Regions from separate parts of the Nomascus leucogenys genome. Here region 2 is linked to region 1. Evidence: chromatin contacts called from public Hi-C data. All regions are on one chromosome and are shown on one strand. Each heading gives the region's core, a stretch centred on a gene start, on an enhancer-like site or on the middle of the called end of the contact. The rest is flanking DNA. Distances are from core to core; before and after follow the strand shown. Region 1 holds the start of IHH (indian hedgehog protein). Region 2 overlaps NHEJ1 (non-homologous end-joining factor 1).

What was found. A called contact is a pair of places that touch in the nucleus more often than the background predicts.
Region 2: a Hi-C map of an unstated tissue shows a contact between it and region 1, with 1.8 times the contacts expected there. The contact joins the enhancer-like site here to the promoter of IHH in region 1. A contact is called at or near these places in 2 of 4 Hi-C or Micro-C datasets (a lymphoblastoid cell line and an unstated tissue).

Annotation. Positions count from the first base shown.
Region 1 is chr22a:119,735,179-119,738,682 of Asia_NLE_v1, reverse strand. IHH (indian hedgehog protein) reads left to right here and starts at 1,791. Exons shown (of 3, transcript XM_030803137.1): 1 at 1,791-2,559. The coding sequence starts at 2,245.
Region 2 is chr22a:119,782,382-119,786,198 of Asia_NLE_v1, reverse strand. The region is part of intron 5 of NHEJ1 (non-homologous end-joining factor 1); the gene reads left to right. Among named protein-coding and RNA genes, the nearest start is that of IHH, 47 kb to the right of the region's middle. Within about 2 kb of position 1,693, the one cell type or tissue checked has an H3K27ac peak away from gene starts, as active enhancers do. A contact at or near this core is called in a lymphoblastoid cell line, where this site is marked.

The DNA of each region.
Region 1 (3,504 bases), core at 542-3,041:
GAGGTACTGACCCTGCTCCAGAAATCTGAGGTAGTGGGGCAGGAGGGAAAGGGGATGGAGAATATCGCAGAGATAGTTCTTGAGCCCTGGAAAATACAAGTTAAAGCACTTGGAAAGCTTTCAGGGAAAAGAAGCAACATTCATCTTTGACTAGGAAACAGAATCTGAATGCTAATGCAAGAAAGAACATGTGGGGTTGGGGGAAGGTGCGGGCAAAGGGGAGGAAAGGAGGCGATCCATTTTGTTTCCACATTGCAGGCACCACTCCACTCCTAGTGGAGCAATCCTAAATTTCTTTCTGTGGGCCTCAGTTTCCTTTTCTGTAATATCAAGCACTTAGATTAAGCACTCTCTTGAGTCTCATCCAATCCTGAATTTGTGTTTATAAAACTGATCCAGAGAGTGTGAGTAAATCTGTGAACAACTACTTCAGCCCCGAACCCAGTGGTGTTGAGTGGATTGGTCCTGCACAGAGGGACAATGCACCTGCATAGGCGAAAACTGGGGCTGGGCCAGAGTCATGGGCTTCAATCCCTGCTTTTCAGCCACTAGCAAGTTGTTCATCTTCTCTGAACTTCAATATCTTCATTGGTAAAATGTGGACAGTAATAGCTCCTTTGGCCGTTTTGAGTTTAAATTAGATAATGCAAGTAGAAGACGTAGTACAATAATATCTAATAACTCCCATGTTCAGGAATATAAGTACCAATAAAATGGTACCTATTGTATTAATAGCATTTGAGTGAGAATTTTTAAGTCTTTTTATTTCTCATCTTTTCATTTCTACCTTTATGGGATTTGTAGAATCTATTACAGTCAAATCATATAGTTTGGTGTTGTGGTGGTGATGTTTTTTGTTTGCTTTTAACACACTTGCCTTTACTTGTTTTGGCAGATGGGATCCTAATTCATTCAGCTTTCCCGAATGTCATATAAAAACACGTAACACATGTTCACGTTCCTAGTTGTTTCTACATATTCTCTGCTCTTTTAAATGTGTAATATAGAACCAAGTAATTATTTAGCAGTTCCGGTGGCTTTGCATCACTTTGGCATTCATACCAAGCCCCCGTTACTGAGACCTTTGCTGCTCCTCTTTAACATGGTCAGTCGGGGTTCCTCGGTATTCTGTTGACGTCACCGTTTTAGCTACCCTTCTCTGCATATTGACCTATCCGTTTGCAACTTCATATTGTCACTTTCAACAGTGTTTCCAACTTAAAACCCCCTATTTGACTCTTCTAAAGGCTAGACTCTCCATCCCCACGTTGATACAGAACCCAGCTCCACCAAGCTGAAAGGGCGCGTCGCCTGGGCCAGGGTGGGGCACCAGGTTATGAGCGGCCTCCTGCCTTTTGGGTTTGCTTCCCCGCAGGGGACACCGTAGGCGGCTGTGCGGTCCGGCCACTGCCCCCCGCCCCTCGCGTCCGGCCGCGCCGTGGGTTGCGGTCTCCGTGGGGGTGGCAGCTCCTGTCCGGGAGGTTTGCGCCTGGCGGGGCACCCCAGAGCCGCGAAGAGCCAGTAGGCGAGGCCAGGGCGGGGTGGGGCGCGTCCAGGCGGGGAGGGCAAACTCGGGCAGCGCAGGGGGCGCAGAGGGCAGCGGGCGGGCGGACGCGCGGCGGAGGCGCGAGCGGGACGAGGGCTGGCTAGTGCCGGGGCCGCCCGCCCGAGGGGGAGGAGGCTGTGCTGCCCTTGCTGCAGGTTCGCTGTCGAGCGCACAGGAGGCAGGGACATGGGTAGGGTGCGGTCTGCGCGGGGCCCGAGCCCGGATCTCTTCCATTTCCCCTCTCACTCGGCCCCGGGCTGCGCCGCAGACGGCAGCAGCTCCCGCTCCGCCCGAGCCGCCTGACCGCCGGGCCGGGGTGCTAACCGCGGGGCCCTGCAGCCCGCCGGCCCGGCCAGCCCAGCCCAGCCCGGCGGCCCGCAGCCCCGCCGCCCGCCGCCCCCCGCCGCCGCCGCGTTGCCAAAACAAACGGGCCGGCCTATTTATTGGCGGCCGGCGAGCCCGGCAGCTCAGAGTCGAGGCGCCGAGGGGGACAGCGCGCCGCCACCAGCTCGGGCCCCGGGCCCCCGCCCCGCACTTGAGTCCCGCCGGCCCTGGCCGCACCGCGCCGCCCATGGCGCCCCCGCCTGGAGCCCCCCGGAGCCACATGGACGCCTGAGCCCCGGCAGCGCTCCCGTCGACGCGCCTGCCCATCAGCCCACCAGGAGACCTCGCCCGCCGCTCCCCCGGGCTCCCAGGCCATGTCTCCCGCCCGGCTCCGGCCCCGACTGCACTTCTGCCTGCTCCTGTTGCTGCTGCTGGTGGTGCCGGCGGCATGGGGCTGCGGGCCGGGCCGGGTGGTGGGCAGCCGCCGGCGACCGCCGCGCAAACTCGTGCCGCTTGCCTACAAGCAGTTCAGCCCCAACGTGCCCGAGAAGACCCTGGGCGCCAGCGGACGCTATGAAGGCAAGATCGCTCGCAGCTCCGAGCGCTTCAAGGAGCTCACCCCCAATTACAATCCAGACATCATCTTCAAGGACGAGGAGAACACAGGCGCCGACCGCCTCATGACCCAGGTGAGCGCGATCCGCCCTGCCAGCGCGCCGCCACCGAAGCACCGCCACCTGCCCGGCCCTACCCACCCCCTGGCACCTTTTCTCGACTGGCTGGCACGCTCCCTGGCACCTGCCCCTCTCGCCAAGCCCTGCTGCCGTCTGCCCAAGATGGGCTGGCCAGGGGTCCAGGCAGGAGTGTCGGCATCCCCAAGCCCGGCGGAGACTGCTAGAAGAGCTCCCCGCTGCCAAGCCCCACAGCCCAGCAGGTTGGCGGCGGCTCCTCTGCCCCAAAATACTGGCAGCTCAGCCAGACGCTGCACCCGGAGGTACCTCTACCCGGCTGCCTCCTGCGCCTCCAGGACCCACGCAGTCCCTCCCGGCCTAACCTTCTGCACAGCTGTGCCCCTTTCATTTTGAAACCTTTCGGCACCCCTGAGGCAAAGAATCTCTGGGTGCGTAGGGGCACCACGGCCTTTCCTCCCTGTGCGCTCTTGGTTCTATGGGCTGCCCCTTCCAGGAGCAGCGTCCCGGCTGGGTCTGGGGTTAAGAACAGCGAGGAAGAGTTGAATAGGGAGGCGGAGGTGGGAAAGGGAACCCGCCCAGCGAGCCCACGTGTCTGTCCGGAGAGCTGAGGAGTGCTACTGCGGTGGAAGGGTGGGTTATTGGGGCCTTCGGGCTCTGGGACTGAGCTTAGGGGATTCCTGGGCTTGGTGGTGGGGACGGGAAGGAGTGGAAGAGAGGGGCTGAGATGCCGAGGGAGGCAGGGACCAGGACTGACGCTAGTCTCTGCATGCTGGGAGCAGGACCCGCGCTCCACCCAAGCTTAGAGGCGCAAATTCCTTCCCAGCAGGCAGGTCCGCGAGGGGAGAGACCTTCACCCCCTTCCTTCGGGTTCTCCCGAGGCTTCCCCCTGAAAGCAGGCCCCTGGCTTTCTAGATCCATTGGGAAGAGCAGCTAGACTCAGGG
Region 2 (3,817 bases), core at 444-2,943, 48 kb before region 1:
TGGACAAAGCTAGATTTTCTTCTTGTTCCCTGTATTACAGGGCAGGGGAGGAGGTGTGGGGGTTGGCTCAGGGCTGGGCCACAATTAGTGACCTGGAAGCTGGGCTGGGCACCCAGAAGCTATAAATAGCAGTCATGGCGCAGTCGCTGAGCGGACTCGAAGCCCAGCCAGACTAGCCGCGTTTCAAGTGGTCTGGGTGGGATTTTTTTTTTTCTCTGTTAACCATTTGTACATCTGGTTTCCTCATTGTTGGTGGGGCAAGAGAGGAGGGTGGGGCTATAAGCAGAACAAGAAGTTTGTATGTGGAGTAACTTCTTGGTTAGTTTTGCCATATGTATATCTTGGAGCTTCTAGGGCCCTTAGAACCAGTACAGACTCTGGGAGTGAGAATTGTGGCCCTTAGAGGGAGATTAGGCCCCAGAGCAGGGCATGTGGTATGGGAAATACATAAGTCCTGTGGGGCACCTGCCACTAATTTAAGGTATGGTGGATGTTCCTGAAGAGAGAGAGAGAAGTGGGGTCCATATGGAGCAACTAAGATTATTTGGGAGCAGCCTGGGGCTTCTTAGTTCTCCTTACTCTATGAAACAGTTCCTCTGTCCCCACGATGCCAGTCTGCGTACTTTCTTCCTGATAGACATTGCTGTTTCTTGCTTCTCTGCATTTGTTCCTGTCATCTGCCCTGGAGTTTGAATTCAGAATACTTTGATTTGAATTCCAGTTCTTCCACTTTTTTGATTTGTCACCTGGGCATATTATTATGCTCCCTGGGCTTCATCTGTCAGGCGAGCAATTTTGATCAGATATACCCTGAGGTTCCTTCTAGCTTTTGTAAACCATAAATTGGTTTCAATCAATCGATTTCTATTTTTCTTCTTTAGGAAGAAAATTTCGCTTCTGCTGGGAAGCCCTCCCTGAATGATCAGTTCAGTTATCTTCCCCTGATTTGACAGATCATTAGCAGTTATAGAGCTCATTTATCCTCCTTTCTCTTGCATATATCATATGTCTCTTTGCAGTTATTTTCTTGCTGTTTTCACATAATTACCTTTTTTCTCTTCAAGTAGATTAGAAGCTTGTTGAAGCAGGACACCATATCTTCTATATCACTCTCTCAGCACTCACTGTCAATGTTGTGGGCACCATTGAAGCCCACTCAAGCTTACTAGAAGGCAGGTAGGCCGACTTGGAGTAGAATGGGAAATAGGAAAAATGAATATTTTTTCAGCAAATGCCAGTTTGAGAGGTGTTTTTGTTAGAGTAAAATGGAAAACAGCAAATGAGAACACAGGTTAGAAATTTCATGCATTTTACCAAACTGTGGGATTCCAGTTCACTGCTTTGCTGACTCTCTGTACTTTTTCTTTTCTCATCTACTCTTGAAGGTGCTTTTACTTATGAGCACAGCCTGAATCTGTGGGTTTTTTGGGCACTGTTTAATAACATTGAGTATGGAGCTACATTTTGCATAATGGTAAAAGGGCTTTCTGTTCCAAGCATAGGCTCTTTGTATTAGGTTTCAGTAATCCATCTGTTGTAGGCCTCCTTTATGCCTGAAGATGAGGATATAACACTTGTAGATATCTGTGAAAATGTATATGGCCTTGTTTTCTCTGAGTCCAAGGAGAGCAGTGTCTCTTTTGCTTGGCTTTCTGTCGCAGGGCTTTGATCTCCCATCCCTTGTCTCATCCTTTCTCCTACTTTGAGCCCACTGGACCAGGCTAAACAATTCCTCCCCTCTTGGGTGTTTACACTCTCCCAGTGTTAGCAGAAGGTTATCGTGTCTAGTCTCAGACGTCACTTAGGCCATCTGTCTAACTTGAGCCCCTAATCGCTCCTTTTTTATCCTTTCCTCCCCCACCCCAAGTCAATTATGTGACCCTTCCTGGAACTTCTTCAAACTTATCTCTACAGTTTTGGTGCCAGGGTGCCTGACATTGGGCGCAGGAGCCAGGCAAGGTCTTCTTAGACCCAAGAGAAAAAGACCATTTCTCTGTCTTCAAGGCATGATGCCTCCTAGTCCTGGGATTTGAGGCAGCTTAGTTTTGCTGGTATTACCTTTCTTTCCATTCATTCATGGAATGAACGTTTAGTGAGTACTTAGTATATGCTGGTTCCTTATTAAACACCAAGAATATAATTCTATTTTATTAAACTTAAAAGACATTTAAGTAGTTACTATTTGCAAGGCATTATGTTAGAAGATGGATCTTCAAGGATAACTGAAACCGAAACCTTGCCTTCAAGGAGCTTATAACCCTATGGAAGAATTGGACATGTAAATACTGAATTGAAATACAGTATAGAACGAAATGAGAGCAAATATAGGTCCAAGTAACGTACCATGGGAAAATGAATAAAGAAGATTTAATTCTGGCCATTTGAAGGAGGGAGGATTGTAGGCAGCAGAAAGGGATCAGGGAAGACTTTAAGGAAGAGAAGAAATTTGAGTTGGACCTTCATAAATGAGATTTCCCTAATTAGAGGATAGGAAGACGGTGTATTAGAATGAACAGAATTCATTCTTTATTTCAAGAGGTTTTTTTGAAAGAATGAGAAAAGGGCATATTAAATGGAACAGCATTTGTTAATATTTCTTCTTTAAATACTTTGTGAACACCTCCTATGTGCCAGTCACTGTTCTAGAGGCAGTGGCAGAGCAGCGACCAAAGCAAAGTCCTTGTTCTCATAGAGCTTGCAGTCTAGTGAGCTGTCAAAACAGATGTGGCAGGGTTTCCCTTCTGTCCCATTGCTGTGATAATTAACCACATGTCTTACTGTACAAGTTCTTTGAACTAAAAAAAGTCTCTTTCCTGTCTGGCCATGGAAATCTGGTGCCACCTACATCTTTCTAGATATTTCTTCTTAGCCAGATCTTTGACAAGTCAATAACAGACCAGATTCTGCACAAACCTTAGACTATAGTGACAGTTGATACTTTTGATTAACACCCTATGTTACTGGAAGATTATGAGGTGTGTTATTTTTATTTTATAATATACTTTCTAATTATTTGAAAATTAGTAATCTGCTTATGGAACAAATGGTAAATACTAAACTAGAAGATATGTTTAACCAGAATATCCCCCTCTCAATCAAGCAGTGACAGCACTCAACTATAATCAGGTTTACCTTGGTGAATCCTCTTCATTTCCCTCAGTTCCTGTGATACATCTGAGTGCTTGCCTTCCACCCCAGCTGATGTGTGTTTCTGTTTTACCCATGGTCTCTCCATGGCTTTAGGCCATTTTAATTTGGTCAAGTTAAGCCTTTCTTCCCAAGTCTGCAATTGCCTTTGCCTCAATTCTAAGAGAGGCTGACAGTAGGAATGAGTCCAAAATTCCATTCATTTTATATTCACCACATCTGGGTTTCTTTTAGCATCATTTTCCCTCTTGAGAACATTTTCAAGGTTTTCTTAATTTTCTAGTGGTTTCTGCTTTTTTTGTGTGTGTGGGGGGGTGCCTTTTGGAAGATTACTGCGAAGTTTCCAGCATTGATTATCTAGTCTTGAGTCTGTTTATGTATATCCCTCTTTCTCTACCACCTTCTGTCATGTAGTAAAAGTTGTTCTCTTCATTTACTATGTAGGCATCTTATTCTTGAGACTTAAGTTGTGGGTGATACTTCTCCTCTCTTCCCCTTTGTTTCCTAGGGAACCTCTGATTCTTCAAAGTAGCCTTGATAGATCTTGCACCCTCTTGTAAGGGAACACCCTGGGTAGAGAGAGCAGCAATTAAAGTTTCCATGTGTGCTGATCTCACTGCAGCAACTACCCTAATTCTGTCAGTTCTGGAGCTCTCTAGCTAGACATTTG